2 separate regions of the Mus musculus genome follow, and region 2 is linked to region 1. The links are chromatin contacts, called in public Hi-C maps. All regions are on one chromosome and are shown on one strand. The core of a region is the stretch at or near the end of the contact, and the rest is flanking DNA. Distances in the headings are between cores, read along the strand shown. Region 1 overlaps Megf11 (multiple EGF-like-domains 11). Region 2 overlaps Megf11 (multiple EGF-like-domains 11).

What was found. Hi-C and Micro-C count contacts between places; a contact is called where the count stands out from the background.
Region 2: a contact with region 1 is called in a Hi-C map of cerebellum, with 2.1 times the contacts expected there. The contact joins two enhancer-like sites. A contact is called at or near these places in 9 of 484 Hi-C or Micro-C datasets (bone marrow-derived macrophages, cerebellar granule neurons, cerebellum and 3 more), 3 of 115 datasets of contacts at active chromatin or transcription factors (bone marrow-derived macrophages, embryonic stem cells and intestinal villus epithelium) and 1 of 9 other capture datasets (adipose tissue).

Annotation. Positions count from the first base shown.
Region 1 is chr9:64,552,459-64,558,083 of GRCm38.p6, reverse strand. All of the region lies in intron 5 of Megf11 (multiple EGF-like-domains 11), which reads right to left. Among named protein-coding and RNA genes, the nearest start is that of Gm36311, 130 kb to the left of the region's middle. Within about 2 kb of position 2,158, at least 9 of the 459 cell types and tissues checked have an H3K27ac peak or open chromatin away from gene starts, as enhancers often do. A contact at or near this core is called in cerebellar granule neurons and cerebellum, where this site is marked.
Region 2 is chr9:64,618,319-64,623,943 of GRCm38.p6, reverse strand. All of the region lies in intron 5 of Megf11 (multiple EGF-like-domains 11), which reads right to left. Among named protein-coding and RNA genes, the nearest start is that of Gm36311, 65 kb to the left of the region's middle. Within about 2 kb of position 2,158, at least 14 of the 459 cell types and tissues checked have an H3K27ac peak or open chromatin away from gene starts, as enhancers often do. A contact at or near this core is called in cerebellar granule neurons and cerebellum, where this site is marked.

The DNA of each region.
Region 1 (5,625 bases), core at 909-3,408:
CCTTGGTGTGTGAGCACCAATGCCATCCAGCCTGGCCTGTCACCTTGGCCTGGCTCCCAGTCCCCCCAGTGCCTTGGCGCTATGTTCCATCTGGACCATTGAAACCTCAAGTTGTATCTTTCCTGTGGCTCTGCTTCTTTCCTTTCCAGGACCTTTCTTTTCTCTCTAGCTACAAGTCGTGTTGGCTACCTCGGAAGGACCCATGCGAGTCCAGTCTTATAGCGTGATGTTTAAGGAACTTAGCGTAATCTCTGGAAGAGCAAGTAACAAACTTTGCTTTGCTTGTTTGTTTTCTTGTTGAAGCCTCCTACAGAGCCAGATGCTCTTCCCCAGCCCTAACCCCACCACCACGGTGAGAGGGTAGAGTCAAATGGAAGAGCAAACCCACTGGATCTCACTAAAGACAGTGTCTACTATGTGCCAGGCAGCATGAGGAAGGAGCTCGATGTTGTGAAGACAAGACGTCAGCCCCACTGTGGAGGAAGTCTCAGGGCAGGAAGTGAGGGAGAGGAAACGCACACAGTTAAATAGTGAGCACCAGGTGCCGAGGACCACGCCAGATAGAGGCACAGCGGATGCTGCCCTGGCTTCAGAGCTGGCTACAGGCCAGTGGACGAAAGGGAGATAAGATATGATAGCCAATATTGATCATGAACCTGATGGGATCTATATTACTAGAGTCACCTAGGAGATGAATTTCTATTTCTAGAGTAGATTAGTTGAGGCAGGCCTAACTGTGTGGAACCCCTCCAAGGATAAGGCTCCCAGGACGAAGGAGAAGGAAAAATCAAACTGAGTGCCAGCATTCAGCACTCTGCTTCCTGGTTGTGGATGTCATGTGACCAGCTGCCTCCGCCATTGGCTATAATGCCTTCCCTGCCCTGGTGGACCGCACCTTCTACATGCCAGCCAGAATAAACATCTCCTTTTTTATTACTCCCCTTCTTGTTTGTTTGTCTGTTTTTGAGACAGAGTTTTTCTCTATGTAGCCCTGGCTATCCTAGAACTCGCTGTGTAGACCAGGCTGGCCTCTAAACTCAGAGGTCTGCTTGCCTCTGCCTCCCAAGTGTTGGGATAAAGGCGTGCGCCACCACCCAAATGAACCCTTCTTTTCTTTCTTCCTTTCTTTCTTCCTTTCTTTCTTTCTTTCTTTCTTTCTTTCTTTCTTTCTTTCTTTCTTTCTTTCTTTCTTTCTTTCTTTCTTCTTTCCTTCCTTCCTTCCTTCCTTCCTTCCTTTCTTTCTTTCTTTCTTTCTTTCTTTTTTGTTTGTTTTTTTGTTTTTCAAGACAGGGTTTCTCTGTGTAGCCCTGGCTGTCTTGAAACTTACCTCTATAGATCAGGCTGGCCTCAAACTCAGAAATCCGCCTGCCTCTGCCTCTGCCTCCTGAGTGCTGGGATTAAAGGCGTGCACCACCACTGCCCGGCTGAACCCTTCCTTTCTTAAGCTGCTTTTCTCAGGTGTTCTGTCAGAGCATCAAGGGAAGAAGCCAATAAAGGTGAGACTGGGGGAAACGGAGGTAACCAGGCAGGTGTCATGAGCGAGCCCATAGGGTCGTCGATGAGCTGTGTGCTTGTTACAGGACATAGAGTGCAGCAAGTGACATGGCCTCTGTGGTGCTTCACAGCCTGCCCATCTCCAAGCACAGAAAGGACAAGAGAGCGATGACAGAGCCCTGCAAAGTGCCAGCTGCGATTTTAAGTGTGATCTACAGAGACTTGCTCAAACCCTGGCTCTGCCACTAGCCGGCTGTGTGTGTAGAGGTCTCAGTTTCCTTGTTGGAATGAGGTGGAGGGCAGTGGTGAACAGCTACGGAACTGTACAGGAGATATGTTCTGAGTATGAGTTAGGAGGGCAGGCTACACAGGAGAGGAACCTGGTGTGATCTCGGGCCCCATATAAAGCCTGACACTGGGGCAAGAACACACCTAGACAATCCCCACTGCAGAGCAGCTGAGTGCCCTGGGCCTTAGCATCCTAACCTGGAGTCCTGGTCATCACTCACAAGCTGGGGAGGGTGGGTGGAATGTTCATATCTATCTCCAGTGGCACACTGCAAACTCAGGGCTTGCTGGGGCTGCATTCATTCTATCCCAGCCCTCTGGGCTGACAGAGGCTGCATGTCTCTCTCCCCTGCCTGCTGGACCCTCCTGGCTGGCACCCAGCATGGTTGCTGTGTGATTCCTTCCTTCCTCCGCGTACCATGCTTCCCACAGCACCTTGGAAACATAGCTGTGCAGTTATGTGTATGGGGGGGGGGAGTCGTGTCCTTTACAACCCCCACCCCCCGTGGAGCCCAGGAGGAGTGTGGGCACTGACTGCCAGACCCTCGTGATGATGCCAGCTTGGCTCCCGCCACTCGGCTCTGCCTTTGTCACATTTGAGGCAGACTCCCCTCCCTTCTCACTCTCCAGTGCTCAAGGCTCCCCTGTGTGTCACTTATTAATTTTGTTCTCAGGGAGCAGATGGTCAGAGCTGAGTCGGATAGAATACACCTCCCCCCCCCTTTTTTTTCTTTTTTCTTTTTTTATTATCACCAATACTCCCTCTAACAGGCAACCTACATGGATGAACTCTAGGATGCCCAGTTTCTGGTACAAACAGGTACAAGAAGCCAGCTTTCATGATATGACCCATGACATGACTCTAATTCCAGATCTTCCTCATTGGAGAGGAAGCAGATATCAGGTGTGAGGGGATCCTAAGAAGTTTCCACCCTCTGCCTATAGCCTGACTTCTCAGGAACAGGTGGGGCAGGCATTCCTTGTGTGGAGCAGTGGGTTCTGGGAAGGGCTCCCTTCCTGGTACATGTCATCCCAGGACCGAGAAAGGATTGGGAGGGCACGCTGTCTTTAGTCCTCCATCAAAGGTCTCTGAGCTGTCCCTACCCACCCTGTCACCTGACTCTGGCCTGATTATAACACAGGTGACCTGTCATCAGCTCCTTCTCACATCTCACTTGTCCAGAAAGCCACCCATGGGAGACAGTGACCAGGAAAGGAATCCGTGCATGTCCACAAGGGTTCCCTGGGCATTGCCACTGGGTCTGGGTTATCACCAAAAGAGAGAGGTTGGGACTTCGGGAAGGCTTAGCCAGGAGGGGAGATGAGCAGAGAGCCCAATAGACCCACTGCTTTGCTGTGAAACCCCAACTGCCAGAGACTCACAGCATGGGCCAGGTGAGATCTCAGCCCCCTTTGGGTCTTTTTTAGCCTCTTCTTCATTGCCAACCTTCCCATCTGCCTCACCTTCATCTGTGTGGAAAGTGCCAGAAAGATGGTCATCCTGTGAGCACAGCCGCCTGTGCAAACAGCTGGAGCTGAGGCTGCAGGATTGTGAGTTTGAGGCCACCCTGGGCTACATCAGGATTCCCTGTTTCAAAAGTTCAAAAAACAGATTCAGAGCTCTGACAAATCCTGGCTGTGGGACTCCCAGCCACTGCTTATCTTCCCTGGACCTTTCTCTAAAAGACTCTTTGCTTCTAAAACGGGGAACAGGGTGTAGACCTGGCTTCTGCCTTCTGCCTTCTGCTGCTTCTTATGATGGTTTTTTTCAAACATCTAGATCCCCTTTCCACAAAAGTCCAGGCTGGGAGATCTCTCCATAGGTAAGGTGTTTACAGGACAAATGTGAAAACCAGGGTCCAGAACTCCAGCACCCACATAAATGTCGGGCAGGCCACCCATAATCTCAGTGCTCAGGATCCAGAGGTGGAACCCCCAGGGCAAGCTGGCTAGCTAGACCAGATGAACAGGAAAGGTCTGGGTTTCAGTGTGAGACCAATATTTTATCAATATATAACGCAGAAAAAGATTAAGGAAGACACTTCTAGCCTCCACACATGTTCACACAGGCAAGCATATTGAGTTGTCCTTGGCTCTATGCTGGTAGTTCTGGCTTCCTCTCAGGTTCTCTGAAGATGGGAGCCACACCCTCCTCCTTAATATCTATCCCTGAACCCCCTGGCCTCACTAGCCCCTGGCAGGAGCTCAGGATTTACATGGCTGAACTGAGAGGGAGCGGATGGAGCTGCTGAGGTAGGGGCCAGGGCTGCTGAACCCTGGGTTTTGTTGTTTTGCTGTTCCATATTATAATTCTTTGGATGGGGGACTCTCAGCTCCTCTTGTTCTCAGACCTTGACAAAACATTTGTTGCCATCCACAGTTCCCTTCTGTTCCTGTCACAGTGACTGCACTAGTGTATGGGGTTGACACAGGACCTACCATCCTGGGGAAGCCCCCAGGCCCAGCAGATGCCAGCAGAAGGCAACTAACTCATGCTGGATCTGTAAGGGGCTAAAAGCTAGGCAGAACCAAGCGAACAACAGCAGGGGTAATTGCTTTGAGACACATTCATCTAAAGTTGACTCAGCCTTGACAACACAGCAGCTCAATGTAGTGAGAAAGAGTCCAGCGGAGAGAGAGCCTTGGCCTCCCAGTGGCCCTGTAAGCTCTGCACTCTGCTCGGGTTTGGGAGAAGAACCAGTTTATACCCAGGCCGCCAAGGACTCAACAGCAGCCTTGCCTGAGGGACAATAGAAAGTGTCAGGAGAGGACACTCTCTCCCAGGGTCCCCATGCCTCCCTATTCCTGTCTAGGTTGAGAATGAAGAGAGAAGCAGGAAGCATAGAAGGGCTATGTCTTCATGGTTAACGAGGCTCCACTAAGGATCAGTAGGAAGGCCCTTTCCTCCCCACTACCATGGCCATCAAGCTGGAACTGGGATTTGAGTCCTCAGAAGCAGCATTGCCCAACTCTAGAGTCGCCAGGCTAACTGTCTCATTTACAGATGAAAACAGGAGGCATGCACTGCACATCCCGTACCTCCAAGGGTGGGGGGAGGATTTGACTAGGACCACCGAGCAGGGCTTATGCGGGGGCTGGGAAGGGGGACAACGTTTAGTATCCCTCCTCTTGCCTTTGTGCCAGTGAGAGCAGAGGATATGCCAACAGCTGCGCATGCTGGAGGCAGACAAGGATCCCCCAGAATGTAGTGTCAAAGGGCATCAAGTCCTGACGGATTGCTGAAGCATCCTTGCAAACACTCACAGTCCGGGAGATCGAGGTGAGCTCTCTCTGCTCTCCCCAACCTCTCCACTAACCCTTTAAAGCCATTCCATGTCCTCTGGATGCCTGGTGGCTAGCCTCAAACTCACTATACAACTAAAAGATGACCTTGAACTCCTGATCTCCCTACCTCTGCATCCCGAGTCATAGAATTCCAGGTGTGTGCCTCTGTGCCCAGCTTAAGCGTGCTGAGGCTCAAACCCAGGGCTCTGTATGCCAGGCAAGCACAATGCCAGCTGAGTTCTGCCCTGGATGACATCACATTGGGTTTTGTGCATTTTTTAAATGGTGGGTGGTATTGTTCCTCTCTGCGTGTACCCGTTAGCCATTTCTTTATTTTCTTGGATCGATCTCTATGTGTTCTTCTAAGACTCTTGTCTTTTTCTTTCTGTGTTTTCCTCCTTTCTTTTGCCACGGTGGAATTTGAAGCTAGGGTCTCACACATACATGCTAGCCAAGTTCTCTACCACTGAGCTCTGTTCCCAGTCCCTCCTCCTTTATAGATACTGATACTAGTCACTGACTAGATTTGCAAACATTGTCCCACTCCAAATGGTTTGA
Region 2 (5,625 bases), core at 909-3,408, 66 kb before region 1:
AAGATGGCGATAGTCTGTAAGCTTAGCCCTGGGAGGCAGAGACCCTACCTCTGGCCAGCCACCCTAGCAAATCAGTGAGATCCAGATTCAGTGAGACTCTGTCTCAAAAAATAAGATGGGGAGTGACTGAGAAAGACAACTGATGTCAGCCTCTGGCCTCCGCATACAGTCATGTATCTGTGTGTGCACATACAGATGATTATTCATGGTTAACACCACAATGACTTCTGCTCCAGTGAGTATGGAGCGGACTAATCTGCTGGGGTGGAAACCTAAGATGGCTCTACATGTGGTGGGTCCAATGGAGATGAATAAACCCCCCTGAGAATGTTTTCAGCAAACCCATCCATCTGGCTTCCCTGTGGGGGAGATAGAAACCTTTTCAGGTGGTGCCTGGTGACATTAGCAAGCATCACAGGCTTTCTGAGCATGCTGGCATGAGGCATCGCTGAGTGGGAAGGAGGTGGGGTAGTGTCACCAAGCTGGGGAAACGGTGTCTACATGGGACAGTCCAAAGGGTTGTCCTGGAGGTTTGCGCCTGGCTTAGACACTTAGCTGGGCTCAAGTCTAACTCACTTGCTGATTAGCGGTGTGACCTTGAGAAAGTCATTCCACTCCCCAGCCCTCTGTTTTCTCTAGTGGAGATGGAACTGAAACTTGTAGGGCTGTAGCTCAGTTGGAAAAACACCCGCCTGACAGCACAAGGATCTGGGTTTAAATCCCAGCACCACATGTAATGGCTGTGTAATATATACATGTAATCCCAGAATTTTGGAGGTAGAGGCAAGGAAAGCAGAAGTTTAAGGTCCATCCCCAACTATAGAGACCATTTGGGGCCAACCTGGGCTACATGAGACCCTGACTCAAAAACCAAACCAAACCAACCAACCAAACAAACAAACAAAAAACCAAAGCACAAACAAACAAAATTTGTCTGCCAGGATGGCTTTGAGACTTCAAAGAACTTGAACGACAAAGATCTGGCTAGCCTGTGGCTCAGCACAATGGCAGCCTTCAGCCTGCCTGTCTTAGTCACTGTCTGCTACAGGAAGGCAGGAAGGCCTGATTCCAGCAAGCCGGAAGTGGGATAAGGATGTGGAGCCACAATGTACCCATTTTCTGGAAGTAGAGGTGAGCCACCGTGGGGAGGTGGAGACTGGCCTGGAAGGTAAGAAAGTAGGGCTCTAGGCTCTGTTCTGAGTGTCCCAGGTAGACCCACTAACTTAACCACAAAATTTCACCTTGGCATCTGCCTCTTAAGCATGGAGGATGGACTTGGTTCCTGGGCTCTGCATCCCTAAGCACTAGACTGCTCCCTGGGGAGTTCTTAGGGCTCACACAGCTGGAGCCATGATGGCTTGGGGAGGTGAAGAGAGGCCCAACCAACACTTCATTTCTATTCCTTTCTGATGGGAGGGGTCAGGCATGGGGGGATCAGAGGGCAGCTAGGCTTCTCCCCACCTCCTCTACATGTGGCTGAGCCCAGAAGTGGGCATGTGTGTGTCTGTGTGCATTCAAGTGTGTATGTATGTGTGTGTGTGCATGTATGTGTGTGTGTGTGTGTGTGTAGTAGGCCTGCAGATTCTGTATAGAACTAATGGGCTGTGCATGTGCGATCTATGTGTTGTGTTCTGCTGAACTGCTTTGCTAAGCCTGATGCTCTCCTGTGGTATTCTCTCTCTCTCTCTCTCTCTCTCTCTCTCTCTCTCTCTCTCTCTCTCTCTCTCTCCCCCTACCCCCTTCTACTGCTGCTGCTGCTGGCATCCTTGACAGGAAAATTAATTGCTGTTTTCATTCTGTTTCTTGTTCCAGTCTATATCCCTGGAATAAGATCTCTGAATGACACTAAGTAACCTGTACACAAAAGCTTAGAGCACAGAGAGGAGGCTTGGGGCTGAGACAGAGCCAAGGACAGCTCCTACTGGCAGCTTGTGTGGGCTCTAAGAAAGGCACACACACACACACACACACACACACACACACACACACACACACACACAGAGGCACACATGCACGCATGCATAAGAGTGGTACCTATGTGCTTGAGTGTATTCTCAGGAGGTAGAAGCGCTCAAGCTTGCTGTTCCAATCTCCCTACACACGAAGGCCCTCCTGTCCCTCCCTCCCCACAGGCTCTGGACAAGCTTGCTTTAATCCTTCCTCCTGGCTCAGTTGCAAGACACATTCAGCTTCTGGTTCAGTGGCTGCACCCCACTGTCCTGCCGAGGGTTTGGGGGTGGGTGGGGCACAGTGCCAGTGTGGAGAGAATGGGCCAACTTGAGAGGCCCATGGGTCAGCCAAAACCAAGCCCTCTGCCAGCCCTCACCACCTCCTCATATTGAAGGCAGGGGTAACATGTGTCACTGCCAGTGTGAGGTGTATGCACAGTTCAGCCCCCAATAATAGCCCTGCCCACACTCTTGGGACGACCTTAGGAAAATAAAGCCACCCACACACATATCACCAAGGACAACCAAGGGCATTCAAAGACAAATCAGCCCAATATGGTAATTCCCTGCATCTCTCTCTCTCTCCCTCCCTCCCTCCCTCCCTCCCTCCCTCCCTCCCTCCTTCCTTTCTTCTCCTTAGGATGCTGATAATCAAATTCAGGACCCTGTGCATGCTAGGCAAGGGTCATTCCCCTGTGCCACATCCCCAGCCCTTTGGTATAGATCTTGGAGAAAATCTGAATGGTTTCGAAGGCCGTACACTAGGGTGATCATAAAGGAATGAAAAAGGAGCCTGGCTCCACATTCCCCTAACCCACAGCTGTTTACCAAAAGCTTACTAGTACCTAGCCCTTGCCTTGGAACTGCTGTGGAGGGGGAGGGAGTGGACAGGTTGGGGGTCTGTTAGGAAGGAAGCACTAATATAAAACTAGGATCTAGGGCCTAGACAGAGCTTGGTTAGTAAGGGATTTTCCAGCACCTACATAAAAATTTCAAGTGTGTCCATGTGTGCTTGATATCCCTGGGGAGGCAGGGACAGTAGGATCCCTGGCTGGCTAGCCTAGTCTAATTGGTGCGCTCCAGGCCAGTAAGAGATTCTGTCTCAAAGTACCACATTCCTAAGGCTATCACCAAGTTTGTCCTCTGACTTTCATATGTGCTCTCGAGCGCCACCCCACCCCATGCACACACACATCTGGGATCTGACATAGTCCCCAGTTAAAGGGAGTTATGGCACAGCCAAGGTTTTAATTTTGAGGCAGCTTTTTGCTATGATAGACGTGGCTGCCCTCTAACGCCCAAGTACTAGGATTTCAAGCCTGTGCCACCATGCCTGGTATTCCTGCCCCTTTGGGGAGCACATCTTCCTGCCGCTTTCAAGGAGGACGCGAGGGGAGGTGGGGTCCAGGGTGACACAGGGCAGCCTAAAGCTACAGAGGTCGCAAGAACCCCCACATCAGCACAGACTTTGGCTTTCTGTTAATGTTTCCTTTTAACTCAGGGGAACCTCCCACCACATAAAACCTTTTCCAGGGCCCTAAATGTGTGCCTGAGAGCAGAGGTGGTTTAGCAGGAGCAGTGTGAAAAGGGTGGAAGAAGGGATCCCCAAGTCCTTCTGCTGATCTTCCTTCAGCCCTTCCTCTGAGCACAAGTAGAAATTACCGATTTTGTATTCATAGAGCACTGTGCCTGGTGCTGGGTCCGAGCAACAAACACAAACCTGCATACACACATGGTTACACACTTGTGTGCATGTACACATACACACATGACAGTATGGTCCAGATCCCTCCCGTTAGTTAGTTAATTGACTTGTTTGCATGTGCATGCACACATTGTATGTATATCTGTGTGTCTGCATGCATACCTGCATTGGGAGGTATAGGACAGCCTGGAGGGAATCAGGTGAGTCCCACCAAGTGAGTCCCAGGGATCCAACTCAGGTCATCGTGTTTAGTGACAAGTACCCGTGCCGGCTGAGCCACTCTCTGCCCTTAGCTACCTTCTGTTATAGATGAAGATACTCTTGCCTGAGAGGGCAATGACTTATTCAAGGTCAAAGGGTCTCAGGTGCTAGTCATCAAGTCTCAGGGCCATCATGTTGGTGCCCCTTCATTGTATCACTGCAGTCTGCTTCTAACAACACCGCTTATTCTAAAACTCATAACACATCACCCCCTGAATCCCGGCTCCAGTGTGACCTGTCGGGAGAACGGAAAATCAGGCAGAGAAGCCCCACAACTTTCAGCACAAGACATTTTCATTCCGTGTTCCAGGAGGAAGTTCCTGGTTCTCTGGAGTCTGTGTGCTCGTGGTCTTAATGACTCAGTGTGCGCGATTTGCAATCTGTGCCTGGGGACTTGGAATTACAGATTAATATTCAACTAGCTGGAACGATCTTCAGGAGGAGGCTTGTGGTAATTAAGTTGGTTAGAGAACGCTTCAAACTTTTTTTTTTTTTTTAACAGCACACAAGCGTTGTAAATTATCCATGGAAGGAAGACTGGTCCCTTAATGGTACTCCCTGACAGTCAGGGTTGGGGAGAGACACACTCCTTATTCTGAAGAGACAGAGTCCTGGGGGACTCTGCCTCAGGCCTCAGACCTAAGGAGGCTTCTATGGGAGGAGGGGCAAGAATTAGAAGTGGGGCTGCTGAGCAGAATCTAATGTGCAAAAACATCGCTCATACTTGATCTTTCTTCTTTCTTTCTTCCTTCCTTTTCTTTTTCTTTCCTCCTCTCCTCTCCTCTCCTCTCCTCTCCTCTCCTCTCCTCTCCTCTCCTCTCCTCTCCTCTCCTCTCCTCTCCTCTCCTCTCCTCTCCTCTCCTCTCCTCTCCTTTCTTTTTGAGACATGCTCTCTTCTGTAGCCCTGGCCTTCTATGGACTCACCATGTAGATCAGGCTGGCTTTGAACTCGAAGAGCCCTGGCTGCTTCTGCCTCTAAGGTGCTGGAATTGAAGGCCTGCACCGCCATACCTGGCTTATATTTTATTTTCTAAACAAAAGAAGATAAATTGGATCTTTGAAGGATTTTGTCCAAAGTTATAGATTATTTTAGAAAATGAATTTTGGTACCAGTGCAGAATAATCTGCAACTTATTTTGGACTAGTTGATCTTCACAGGTATGAGGCTGATGGCCAGACTGGCCTGCAGCTCACTGTGTAGACAAGCCAAGGATGGCCTTGAACTTCTGAGTCTCCTGCCTTCTCCATCTTTGTGTGTTGAGATTCAGATGTGCATCCCCATGCTTGGTTTATGTGATGGAACCCGGGGTGTTGAGCATGCTAGGGGAACCCTCTGCTACCTGAGCTGTATCCTCAGCCCTGGAGCAGTGGCTTCCTGCTAACACAGAGTCAAGCTGGTGAATAATTAATTGCTCATATTGAGCGGCACAAGTGCTGAGGTTGTAAGTACACGGATAGTTCCTTGGTTTTGCTTGCATGCCTAGATGTTTTTATAAATGACTGGGAAACACAGATCTAACCACAATCAGCAGCCAGTGACTGTGGACCCAGCCCTCATGCACAGCATAGGTTTTGTGGAATAGAAGATGGAGAAAGCTACTCTCAATGGTGCGGCTCAGGTAGGTCACTCTTCAGTGTTGGGGAGCCATTAAACAAGCATAAATCGATGGTTTCTTTCTTTCTTTCTTTTTTTCATGCATGCTAGACAAA